4 separate regions of the Mus musculus genome follow, and regions 1, 2 and 4 are each linked to region 3. The links are chromatin contacts, called in public HiCAR-type maps. All regions are on one chromosome and are shown on one strand. Each heading gives the region's core, a stretch centred on a gene start, on an enhancer-like site or on the middle of the called end of the contact. The rest is flanking DNA. Distances are from core to core; before and after follow the strand shown. Region 1 holds the start of Cxcr4 (chemokine (C-X-C motif) receptor 4). Region 2 holds the start of Map3k19 (mitogen-activated protein kinase kinase kinase 19). Region 3 holds the start of Yod1 (YOD1 deubiquitinase). Region 4 holds the start of R3hdm1 (R3H domain containing 1).

The links. HiCAR-type assays count read pairs that join an accessible place to other places.
Region 1: a contact with region 3 is called in a HiCAR-type map of astrocytes, with 6 times the contacts expected there. The contact joins the promoter of Cxcr4 here to the promoter of Yod1 in region 3. A contact is called at or near these places in 3 of 39 promoter capture datasets (cranial neural crest, embryonic stem cells and liver), 2 of 484 Hi-C or Micro-C datasets (B cells and embryonic stem cells) and 1 of 115 datasets of contacts at active chromatin or transcription factors (astrocytes).
Region 2: a HiCAR-type map of astrocytes shows a contact between it and region 3, with 6 times the contacts expected there. The contact joins the promoter of Map3k19 here to the promoter of Yod1 in region 3. A contact is called at or near these places in 1 of 39 promoter capture datasets (cranial neural crest) and 2 of 115 datasets of contacts at active chromatin or transcription factors (astrocytes and embryonic forebrain).
Region 4: a contact with region 3 is called in a HiCAR-type map of astrocytes, with 5 times the contacts expected there. The contact joins the promoter of R3hdm1 here to the promoter of Yod1 in region 3. A contact is called at or near these places in 2 of 39 promoter capture datasets (cranial neural crest and liver), 1 of 115 datasets of contacts at active chromatin or transcription factors (astrocytes) and 1 of 9 other capture datasets (adipose tissue).

The regions. Positions count from the first base shown.
Region 1 is chr1:128,591,002-128,593,736 of GRCm38.p6, reverse strand. Cxcr4 (chemokine (C-X-C motif) receptor 4) reads left to right here and starts at 1,438. Exons shown (of 2, transcript NM_009911.3): 1 at 1,438-1,548. The coding sequence starts at 1,528.
Region 2 is chr1:127,853,743-127,856,442 of GRCm38.p6, reverse strand. Map3k19 (mitogen-activated protein kinase kinase kinase 19) reads left to right here and starts at 1,417. Exons shown (of 14, transcript NM_011737.2): 1 at 1,417-1,706.
Region 3 is chr1:130,715,923-130,718,728 of GRCm38.p6, reverse strand. It overlaps Yod1 (YOD1 deubiquitinase), which reads right to left and starts at 1,402. Exons shown (of 2, transcript NM_178691.4): 1 at 918-1,402; 2 at 1-13. The coding sequence starts at 1,245. It also overlaps a transcript of Pfkfb2 not described here.
Region 4 is chr1:128,102,002-128,104,701 of GRCm38.p6, reverse strand. R3hdm1 (R3H domain containing 1) reads right to left here and starts at 1,396. Exons shown (of 27, transcript NM_181750.2): 1 at 1,219-1,396. Zranb3 (zinc finger, RAN-binding domain containing 3) reads left to right here and starts at 2,231. Exons shown (of 21, transcript NM_027678.3): 1 at 2,231-2,449. It also overlaps the pseudogene Gm29383.

The sequences.
Region 1 (2,735 bases), core at 189-2,688, 2.1 Mb after region 3:
CTCTGATTTAAGCCCTATCAGCACGAAAATTGGGCGTGGTGGCACACAACTGTAATCCCAGTACTAGGCAGGTGACAAACGGGATCATCAGAAATTCATGGTCATCCTTAACTACATACGGAGCCTGAGTCCAGCCTGTACTACATAAAACTGCCTCAAACAAAACAAACAAACAAACAAACAAACAAACAAAAAAGGAACGGGAGAAGTGGGGCGGGGATGGAGTTGAGGGCGCAGTCTGGGCCTGCCTATCCTTTGGTCCATTCCAGGAGGGGGTGGGGGCGGTATCTGGGTTGCATAGCAACCCAGGCTCCTGCTGCCGGATGTCTCACCACCCCCAGTGCCCCCGGCATTGGATCCCGCGGTCTCTGGCTGGAGGTCTGGTTGGTTCTGACCCCACCCTTTTCTCCCTCCCCGCCTAGCCCAGGCTCGGCGCCGGTCGGATCCCGCGCGAGCCTGGGAAGCAGTCTGGGCGCCCACTGCAACCTTAGCCTGTCTGAGATTCCCTAGCCATCCACGCCCCCAACCTGACCTAACTAGCTCTTCACTAAGACTTCCCATCTTAGTGTTCTGCGTGGGAGACGCGAGATAGGCATGAAGCGAAAGCTCTGGGCTCAGGCCAGGCTTTGCAGTCCCAGGCTGCTCCATTTGGTCTCTTGGAGCTCGTGGAGCGCCCACTGACTGCGCATGAATCGCGGCTAGCTTCCCAGCTGGGACTCTGTAATTATCTGTTAACTAGATGCATCCCCCTATGTGCTTATGAAATGAAAATGAACCAGTGTTTCTGTGCGGATTTCTTAGGATGTGATTACACAAAGTCCTCGCCGCTCAATTCTTTATAATAAAGCACATTTCAATCATTTTACATACACACACACCCAAATCTCTTCACGAAATTGTTGCCACTATTGTGACTTTCTTCCTGGGAGTATATCTGCTTCTGGATGGGTCCGCAAGTGCTTTCTGCCACACCTGACCCTAATGTCATTATATGAATATGTAGTAACACACACTTGCTTGGAAGAGTTTTGGTAGTAATCACTCCTGACAGCTCAGAGTATAGAACCCTGGCGGAGGTTCCAACATTGCCGCCTACTGGTTAGGCAGGCTCCAAGTCACACACCCCCATCCCCAGTCTTGTCTCAAGTTCTCCACCCGTAAACTCCAGGTCTAAAATTCTATCCACGTGGGTAAGGATGGATGCGCGACCCGCAGAAACACCCTGGCTGGCATCCTGCTTTCCCCAACTCTGAGAACATTATCCGGCCAGGCTCTGGACCCATACTGACTTAAAACACAACAGCAGTGGCTCTTGGACTTCTGTTTGCCCGCGCCCTGCGCCCCGCCCCCGCCAGTCTCCTCCCGCCCCGTCCGAGCTGCGCATGCGCCGCCCCGGGAGCGTGTTTTTATAAAAGTCCGGTTCGGGCCAGAAACTTCAATTTTGTTGCCTGGTGCAGCAGGTAGCAGTGAAACCTCTGAGGCGTTTGGTGCTCCGGTAACCACCACGGCTGTAGAGCGAGTGTTGCCATGGAACCGATCAGTGTGAGTGTAAGTCCACTTGCATCCTACTTTATAGTAAACGTGCAAACGTGTGAACTTAGAGCTCAGCCCCTTTAAGGAGCGGGTTGAAGCAACTAAAACCTTGAGGGGTGTCAGGGTCACAAGGAGGAGCGGGAACTAATTTTTTTTTATGTGTGTGAACATGGCTATAGGGGGAGGAAGATAGGAATATTTTTGCCAGTAAGTTGAGTGGGACGGGTTCAGATGGAGCTTTCCTAAGGTTGCTCTTGTTTCCCTCCCCCTTGAGTCCCGCGGCGCGCGCCGACTTGCACGCTGTTTGCAAACGTCCCAGTTTTTTGAAAAAGGGAGAAGGGCTTGCCCTCTGTCCCAAGACTCAGACCATCGTCTGGTCCTCCTGAAAACAGGAGTTTTCTTAGAGTTTCTTACATTGTGTGAATTTAGAGACTTTAGTCGGCACGCGTAGGCACTACATTCTGGGTGAGCTTCGAACCGGAGCGTCTTGGAGCGGTTCTTGGAGTTAGGAGTGCGGTTCTGAAATTCCATAGTGCAGACAGAGGAGCGCCCGTCTTCGGCGGGAAAAGTGAGCTAGTCTGCCGCGTCGCTTGCCTAGAGGGGGGGCACAAACTGCGGCAGCCGCGGAGAGAACGTCGCTTTGGGATGGAGCAGCAGCGCTTTGCGGGCATCCGACCCGCCACTTCCCCGCAGTGGCAAACGAACCTCCCGAGGTCGGGCTTGCCTTTAGGATCGTTCCTGAGAAAGGGTCATAAGTCTGTACCATGATGCTGCTGGCCATGACGGCGGTTGGGGACAGGAGGGCATGTTGGGACCGCACCTGGGTTGTGCCGGGTCGCCGGAGGGATGAACAGGTGCAAGCTCGGAGACTGTTTGACTGAGCCCCAGTGTTTAACCGTCGGTGGTTTCCTGAGCCTTTTGAAACCCCCTCGCTTAGGGAGGGTTTTGTTCTTTGGTGATTTTTTTTTTTTTTTCCGTTTCCTCCGGCGGCGCGCAATTCAAAGGCGCTCGCGCTGGAGCAGCCCAATCTGTCGCTCGCACCCGGAGGAACGATCCTGGCGCGCAGCCAGGAGGAACCCCTAGAACCGCTGTGTGTTGGTCGTAGACCTGGGTATGATGGGCAACGGTGCCAGCCCCTAGGTGGGTGACTCGGACATCGGGGTGCGCACGGTCTGGACCACTCCTGCTGCCTACCTCGGACT
Region 2 (2,700 bases), core at 168-2,667, 2.9 Mb after region 3:
TCCTCTGTAAGAATAACAAGCATTCTTAACAAGCCATTTCTCCAGCCCTGAGCTTCGTGTTCTCAAATGTATCTGAAGAGTTTCTTGCTACCTCATTTTATTGAAAATATATACTATCACATTTTTAAAGATACTCCGCACACCATCAGTAGATAACGGGAAAGACCAGCAGCTCCAGATGCCAGCTAGCCTGGTGCAGGCATGGGCCTTATGAGCATGTTTCTGGTTTTATGTATGTTTTTAGGGTCTCTCGCAATGCTGGGTTAGTTGTAGGCTGTGAGTCTGACAACAATGCATTCAATTTGCTGAAGCCTTTGTGTTAGAATACTACAAGCCTCTCTAGGCATGAAATGTGCACCCAGGAGCTGAGGCAGGTGGATCTCTGTGAGTTTGAGGGCAGCCTGGTCTACATAATGAGTTCCAGGACAGCCAGAACTACAAAGTGCTATCCTGTCTCAAATAATGACGAAAAGAAGAAGAGAAAGAGGAAGAGGAAGAGGGGGAGGAGGGAGGGAAGGAGGAGGGAGGGAAGGTGGAGGAGAGGAGGGGAGGAGAGAGGGGAAGAAGAAATGTGTTCTAATGAAAGGATTTCTCAAATGTGGGTCAATGAGTACCACTAGTCCAGGAGCAATCTATTGGATTGGATTCTTATTACCAACGTCATCAGGTTAAGATGCCTAAGTCTTGGCAGTCCCTAACAAGTCAGGCTGGGCCACTTGTCTTCAATAGGCCATTTAAACAGACATGAAACAAGGAAAAGCAGAGAAAGGAGATTTATTCAATGTAACCACATTGGGAAAAGTAACAGAGATCTAATGACCCCCACCCTAATCCACCATTGAGGTCCTGATGCGAAGTTTAGGTTTTAATAAAGGGCAAGAGGTATATATAACTAAACAGTCCCGGCCAAGATGTGAACCTGCCCAGTACTGAGCCATTGATGTCTGGGCCCCCATCTCTTCTGCAAAGTGGTCAGACAAGTTGTCTGAAATCCCTTCCTGAGAGACAAGTTCCTCCTCTGGCTGGCCCTAGGCTCCAGCCTTTCCCTTGTCCAGCAGGGGACTTCCAATTTCTTGGGGTCCAGTGCTTCAATAGTCTGAGAGTCAAAGGAAGGGGTCCCAGTGTCTCTTTAAAATGTCTTCACTCCTGCCTGTATGGTTTATACTATCCCTCTGACCTAACTTGGACTCCATTCAGCACATAGCAGGGACTACAGAGGCACGGCTCTTCTGAAGATCATCTCATTAAGTTAGTGATAAAGGCAATGGGCCATCCATGGATGTGCGTAGGGGCCCAGTGTTTTTAACCACCCCAACAGCAGCTTAGAAGCATGCACGATGCTTGTTTTCCTTCTTCCTTAAGACTGTCCTGCTTGTAATTCTCCAAGCTAAACACACTGCGTCTGGTTGCCCGGGTGACAGCCTGCGTCAACTAAGCAAGTCTCCTTGCACTGAGCCAAAGGGTTTGTGCACCCTGAACCAGTTTTCAATACTTATTTTTAAAATAAAGTGTTTGAACTGTGCAACACTGGAACGAAACCAAACAAAAGGTTCTGAATCTATGCTGCTTTTACATGGAAACGGAGTTGAAGAGAGCGGTGATAGCTGGTCCGGAAATCAGAGCCATGAAGTAGGATGATTTGGGCTGCTCCTCGGCCGGGTGCTCCTTCAACTGGGTCCCAGCTCCCTCAGCAAAACTGACTCTAGGTAAGCTCTTTTCACCCTGTTTTAGATAATACCGCATGTTGCAACTTTTTGTTTTCCTTGGGAAGAATGTCCCCGGGGATGAGGGTGGGGTAAACTGAAAGAAAGAAGAAACTGTGTCCTAAGCTTAAGTAATTCTGTCCATAGAGTTGTAATAAGCTAGTTTTGATTTTTCAAACAATCCCTTCCAAAACTTAACAGCAATGCCTCCAGACCATAGGGAAAACTAGTACTGACAAGAAAGGTATATTAATAAGAAATAATCTCTTCCACTGAGCTCTGTGCAGAGAAGATAATCTTGTACTTTAATCACCTAAGGATTTGTAAATTCTGTGTGACTGCTCAATATTGTATACCTGTATTTTGGGGCACGTTTCATTAACTTGCTATCAAGTTTCAGTTGCTTGAAGTCTTTTCTGTATAATATTCCAAACCAAATGTAGACTGTAACAGTTTTATTGATAAGATGCCCAGGCTCTCATAAGCAACCTAACAGAAATCACTGGGCCACAAAACAACGTCAACAAAGGCATGAAATCAAAAGGGGATCAGGGGCTGGAGAGATGGCTCAGTGGTTAAGAGCACTGACTACTCTTCCGAAGGTCCTAAGTTCAATTCCTAGCAACCACATGATGGCTCAAAACCATCTGTACAGCCACAGTGTACTCATATACATAAAATAAATAAATACATCTTAAAAAACAAAACAAAACAGAAAGAGACTAGTAGGAACCAGCAGGGACCAGCTGGGAAGAGGAAGGGATCAGCGGGCATGGGAGGGAGGCAAGAAGTGACAATGACATCATGAAGCCCTGTGTTGTGTCTGATTAGTTACACAAGTTTTGACTTTACAAGTAGATAATATAATTAAGAGCAAAGATGACTGCTACACAAGATAAACCTGCTTTAGCCATTTAGAACAAAACACTATTGTTTAAAAATGACTGCTCAAACAAACAAACAAACAAACAAACCTTCTCAATGGAAAGTTGAGAGA
Region 3 (2,806 bases), core at 153-2,652:
ATCAGCATGTCACCTGTCAAAAATAAAACAAATCCAGAACTGCAGAGAAATTATAGATTGGGTGTTTATTAGCCAACTCAGAAAATTAGAAAGCAAAGGAGTTAAAAGTATAAAGCGGGTTACCAAGGAGAACACAACTTTGTAAACAAGAGGCCAGTAACTCTCTAAGTTTGTTTGTGTTTAGTTCAGTGTCTTCAGAAAGAGGCAAACAGAACAAAATGCTCCGCGCTGCATTTCAACTTAAAAACCAAATCTTTCAGATGTTCTCCACAGACTAGGTAGGTCACTGGGGTGTTCTTTGCACTTCGCATGCCTATACCATCTGACAGCTCGATTCGAGGGGCCTTGCCACAAAATGGAAAAAGCTTTGAATGGTCAACACTGACGTTCAAGTTCTAAACCTGGGAACAAGTAACTGCTGTTGGTTAATTCTACAGCAATAAACACAACGTCCAAGTGTGTGTGTGTGTGTGTGTGTGTGTGTATGTATGTATGTATGTATGTATATATATATATATATATATATATATATATATATATATATATATATATATATATATGAGACACAAGATAAAAAGAAATTAACACACAGGGAAAACGAAAAATTGGTATCTCAACCGCTGACCTGCTGATCGGGATAGGGAAAAAGAACCATCCCGTCAGGGAACAAGGGTCCTGCTGTCCTTTGGGAAAGCAGAGGAAACAAATGACCTGGAAGCAGGCTTGGGGAACAGGGGACTTCAAGACTCCAGCCTTGTCTCTAAATCACAAGTAAAGGACTTGACACCTGCCCCGGCCTTCCCGGAGTTCTGGTCCTCGAAGCCCCTAGCTGTCACATCGGCACTCTGCCTTACTAGCTTCACTCTTCTCCCCTCCACGTCCTCCAAGACTTCCCCGGCCCCGGCCGGTGCCCGTACCTGACTGGATGGGCAGGTCCCCAAGAGTGATGTCCCGGTCGCTGAGATCCAGGCACTCGGGCGGGTAGCCAACGAGGATTCGCTGACTGCCGGGAGCGATGCCGGTGATAGCGGCGATTTGGCCCTGCAGCTCCCGTAAGCGGGTCCGGCTGGAAAGACCCTGCAAAAGGTGGGTGCCACCCTTGGCCTTGCAGCGGACCCGCCACATAGTGTCGGCCGGCCGGCCTCCTGCGGGGCCAGCCTTGGTCCCAGCCTCAGACTGGGGGACAGCGCCGGAGTAACCAGCGGGGGGGACCCCAAAATGGCCGCCTTTGGCGCCTCCAAACATCGCGAGAGGTGGCCGCTGGGGCGCTTCTCGCGACACCTCGGTGGGGGGTGGGGGGGACTCGGCCTCGGTCCTTCCAAAAACGGCGCGGGCTCTTAAAGTGGCAAGGGCGGCCGCGGGTGAGGGTTGGGGGTCGGCCGGCTCTCCCGAGCGCTCCGGTGAGGCGAGCTTCGCGTCGGCAGCATTTATGCTCCAGGGAGGAGGGCGGGGAAGGAGTTCCCGAGTCTAGCAGAGCAGAATGTCACCTTGCAGGGAGGTCGCCAATGATGAAAGCAGCCTCCCAAACACCAGGCAGAGCCGACTCATCGTCGGGAAGGTAAACAAATGCCAAGAGAGGTCAGAAGGACCCACCAAACAGTCACGCCGCTGGCGGGGTTCGTGGCTGCGCCGAACTGATTCATTGAGGCCAAGTGGACGGGACGAGCGGGGAGTCCCGTGAGACGAACTTGAAAGCGTCCATCTGCCACCTCAGAAAGACTGTATGAGGTCAGCAGCCGTGCCTGGGGCGATCGCCTCACTCCCGCGGTTGGTGGCAGGGCTCAAGAGGACTCACTCTTGGTCATCAGGATTCCAGTCCGATTCCTCGTATCCCAGTAGGAAGACACTTCATCATGGCAACGCAGTCCTCGCGGTGGCCGAGAGACAGAAGACAGACGGGCAGAGAGGAGACCTGACCAGATAGCTAGCCAGTTTCCAACTCTGTAGCCCGGGAGCCCGAGACTGCCTTGACCATAGTTCTAAAGGTGTGCAGTAAACGCCGAATAATGACAGTTCGTAGCACGCTGGAACTCGCCGCGGGGGTGTGAAACGCATATTTGGATTGTGTGGAAGATGACTTGACTCTCGGGTCAAGAAGGAAGGAGTGAAAACAGTTCTAGGGTCCCTCCCCCACCGTTTAGCCAAAGCAGCAAACAAGTCCCCCTCCCCACTCTGGACTGTCAAGCATTGTCAGGTACCAATGGTGTGCAGGGGGAGTGACTTTGAAAAGTAGTTCTGGGAGATATAAACCCCACTGCAACAGCCTCTACTGTGAATCAGTTACAGCGAATCTGTCCCTCTGTACCCTCACACCAGGAGCGGGTGCACTTCTCCTCCTCCTTGGCTCTTCCAGATGACCACAGATAATGTAGCCTGGGTCCAGGGATGGAGGGGGAAATCAAGGAACATGCTTTGGAGTCACCTGTCTGGTGAATGGGAGGCTCCCGGATCCATAGGCTCCAAGGATGCTGACCAGAAGTTGTAGTTAGTTAGCTCTTGCCTTCTGGTAGCCAGCAAGGCATCTTTACAAGCCGACCTCAACCTCCCAGAACCTAGTCTAGCTGGAGATTCAGGAACGAAGGCGTTAAGCCTCACTTTTCACCAGTCACTCCCACGCAAGATGTCAGCCAAACAGGTCTCGCGAGAATAAGGGAAGGGGGGGGGGGAAGGGAAGGCTTTTAATTCACCCCGCCTCCAGCTCCATTTGTTTCCAGGCAACAATGCCACCAAGCTCCCCTGGGCCGGCTGCTTTGCGAGCTGACAGCCTTAGGCTGTCACAGGTCCTCCCAGACCCCAGGAGCCCGCC
Region 4 (2,700 bases), core at 147-2,646, 2.6 Mb after region 3:
TGAACTCTACTGATTCAAGTATTATAAGGAAGGGGCTTCGAGGTTGATTTCATCTTTTTATGACTCGATGCTCTTGGAATCAATGACATTTAAATTTAAGAGGTTTCTTTAGCTGGGCGATGGGGGGCCACACCTTTGATCCCAGCTCTTGGGAGGCAGAGACAGGTGGATTCTGTGAGCTCAAGGCCAGCCTGGTCTACATTGTGAGTACCAGGACAGCCAGGGCTACACAGAGAGACCCTGTCCAGGGAAAAAATCTAAAATAAAGGGGAGTATGGTATGAGATTCTTTAACGTGACCCAGCCAAACTATAACCTTAGGAGTGGGATATGTGTGTTTGTGTGTATTCATTCATGCTAGAAATTCTATTTTTACCTCTTCAGAAATGCACCTTATTATTTAGTAAGCAGCACTGCTTTGGAAGATACCTCTTCACCTCTAACTAGTTTAGGGGACTTGCTCTCTCAGGACCCAATTCACAGAAGTCACAACAGCCAAACCCAATTTTGTTTCTCCTTAAAAGCAACTTCAGACAACAGTGACAATCTCTGGTACATAACCACAAGAAGAAAAAAAAAAAAACTTCTAATATACAGGGATGGAAAGGGGGGAGGGGGATTTACATCATAACGTCCCCCGTAGGTTCGTCCATCAACGACCAAGGCTCTGACAGTCATTCAACTTTCTTGCTAATTTCCCCACTGTGTTTTTTCTAGCAGTACGGGCAGTACGGGCACGACGTGCTGTTTCCCTTTTGGTGTGTGTGACAATTCCCCGGAGCGGGGGTATCAGCCCCGGGCATCTGGTCCAGGCCCCGGAGAACAGTTCCGCGAACGGTCCCTGCTCCAGCCTGGCCTGACTATGTTGCTTTTCCCCTCCGTCCTCCCCGGATCTCCAGGGCTCGCAAGAGCAGCAGCTGCAGCAGGGACGCTCGGGAACCTGTCCCCAGCTCCCCCGCTAGGCCTCAAGGGGTTGGCGCTGCACATGGCCCCCAGCGAAGCGGCGGGCACCGCGCGGTGGAGGCGACTAGAGGGCTCGCCTCAGAACCCGACGGCCCCTGGCGGGCCGGAGGAGAGGGGAGGGACGCCGTCTCCTCAGCGCTTAGCTCCCCGGCTGCCTCACTCTCCCGCTCCGTTAGCGCTACCGGTTGGCGGGCGGGGGAGGGGAGCGAGCGCGTTATTCCCGGGGCGCCGCGGGGGAGGGGACAGCATCTCTTACCCGCGTTACTGAGAAGGAGCAGGAGGAGGTGGCGGGAGCGCGGCACAGCGGGGCGACGGCGGGGCCGGCTGGTTGCAAGGTAGAGTCTCACGGAAGGGAATTAACCCCATCACCAGCCCGGACACCGGCTCCAGCGGCAGCCGCGGCGGCAGAATCCCGCCCCTTCCCACCACGCACTGGCCCCGCCTCTCCGTCGCGTTGACGGAAAGCAGCCTACCTCATACGCTAGGTCAACATTAAGTGACATACAAATTATCCAATCAGCGTTTGAAAACCACTTTCGCTCCACCCCCATTATCACTGCGGGACAGCGGGAGAACGGGACTAAGTCTATCTCCACCCACAAAAGAAAAAGAACCAATCCCGGGCAAGTTGTCGTCCCTGAACGACGTAAGAGTCAACCAATGATAAAGCTAGGAGGACAGCCATTTTGCCCACTTGTGAAAGAGCCACCTTTCCCACGAGTAGAATCCTGAGGTGGGCGAGTTCCGGGCGATTTTAATCACTGGAGATGTGGTAGACAACTCTCTTTCTTCAGGGAATGATTATAGAGCTTTTTAAGGATGAAAGGACAATTTTGTCGTTCATGTGGGAAGATGAGAGGAAGGCTTTAAGGATGTGGCTCCGCCCCTTAGCGGTAACGGGTTCCAGGCTGAACACCTGGTTCCTCCAGTCTTAGTGGTGGAGGCAGGGCTTCTGAGCACTTTGGCTCCTGCGACTACAGTTCCCAAGATGCTTTGAGACCCTGTTTTCCTCATTTTGCTTCCGGTAGTGTTTCATGGGAATTGTAGTTCTTGAGAGGTTACGGTGTAACCTCCTTGTCTAGATGAGTAAGAGGAAATTTTTGAATAATTTGGAGTTGAGAATGAAGTCGCAAGGTTCTAGTCAGGTCTTTTCGCATCGCTAAAGGAAGGAGAATATAACAGGGTTGGGAATTTTCTCAACACATTACAATGTTTTAGAGTGCTGGTATTTGAACTCTTCCAAGTCTAGGTCATCCGTTTAACGTCACTTCCGCTTAGTTGAAGACGCTTGCAAAAAGTTTGGCGGGAGTTGAAGATTATGAAGCTAGTGCTGCATTTTGGCGGACTGTATAGGGCAAGAGATGGGAAATTGACTGCACTTTAATTGCGCTATAAGAAAATAGTGGGTAACAGTCGGGCGTGGTGGCTGATGCCTGTAACAGCTGGAAGCTGAAAGGTCGCCGCGAGTTCATAGCCTGGGCTACAGAGTGAGTTTTAAAACAGCTGGGACTACAGAATTCACCTTGTCTAAAATAACCCCCCCCCCCGCACTGCCCCCTCCCCCTAAAAAAACCCATCCAGAAATATGAAATGGCATGGGTGTAATTCTCGAGCCTGTAATGTAATTTTCTACTTTGCTACTTAGTCTTGCAGAGCCAGTGTTTATCAGATCTGTTCACTCTTGAGTTTGTAGAGGATGCTTTAATTTGCCTTTAGCTACTGTCTGTGAAGCAGCATA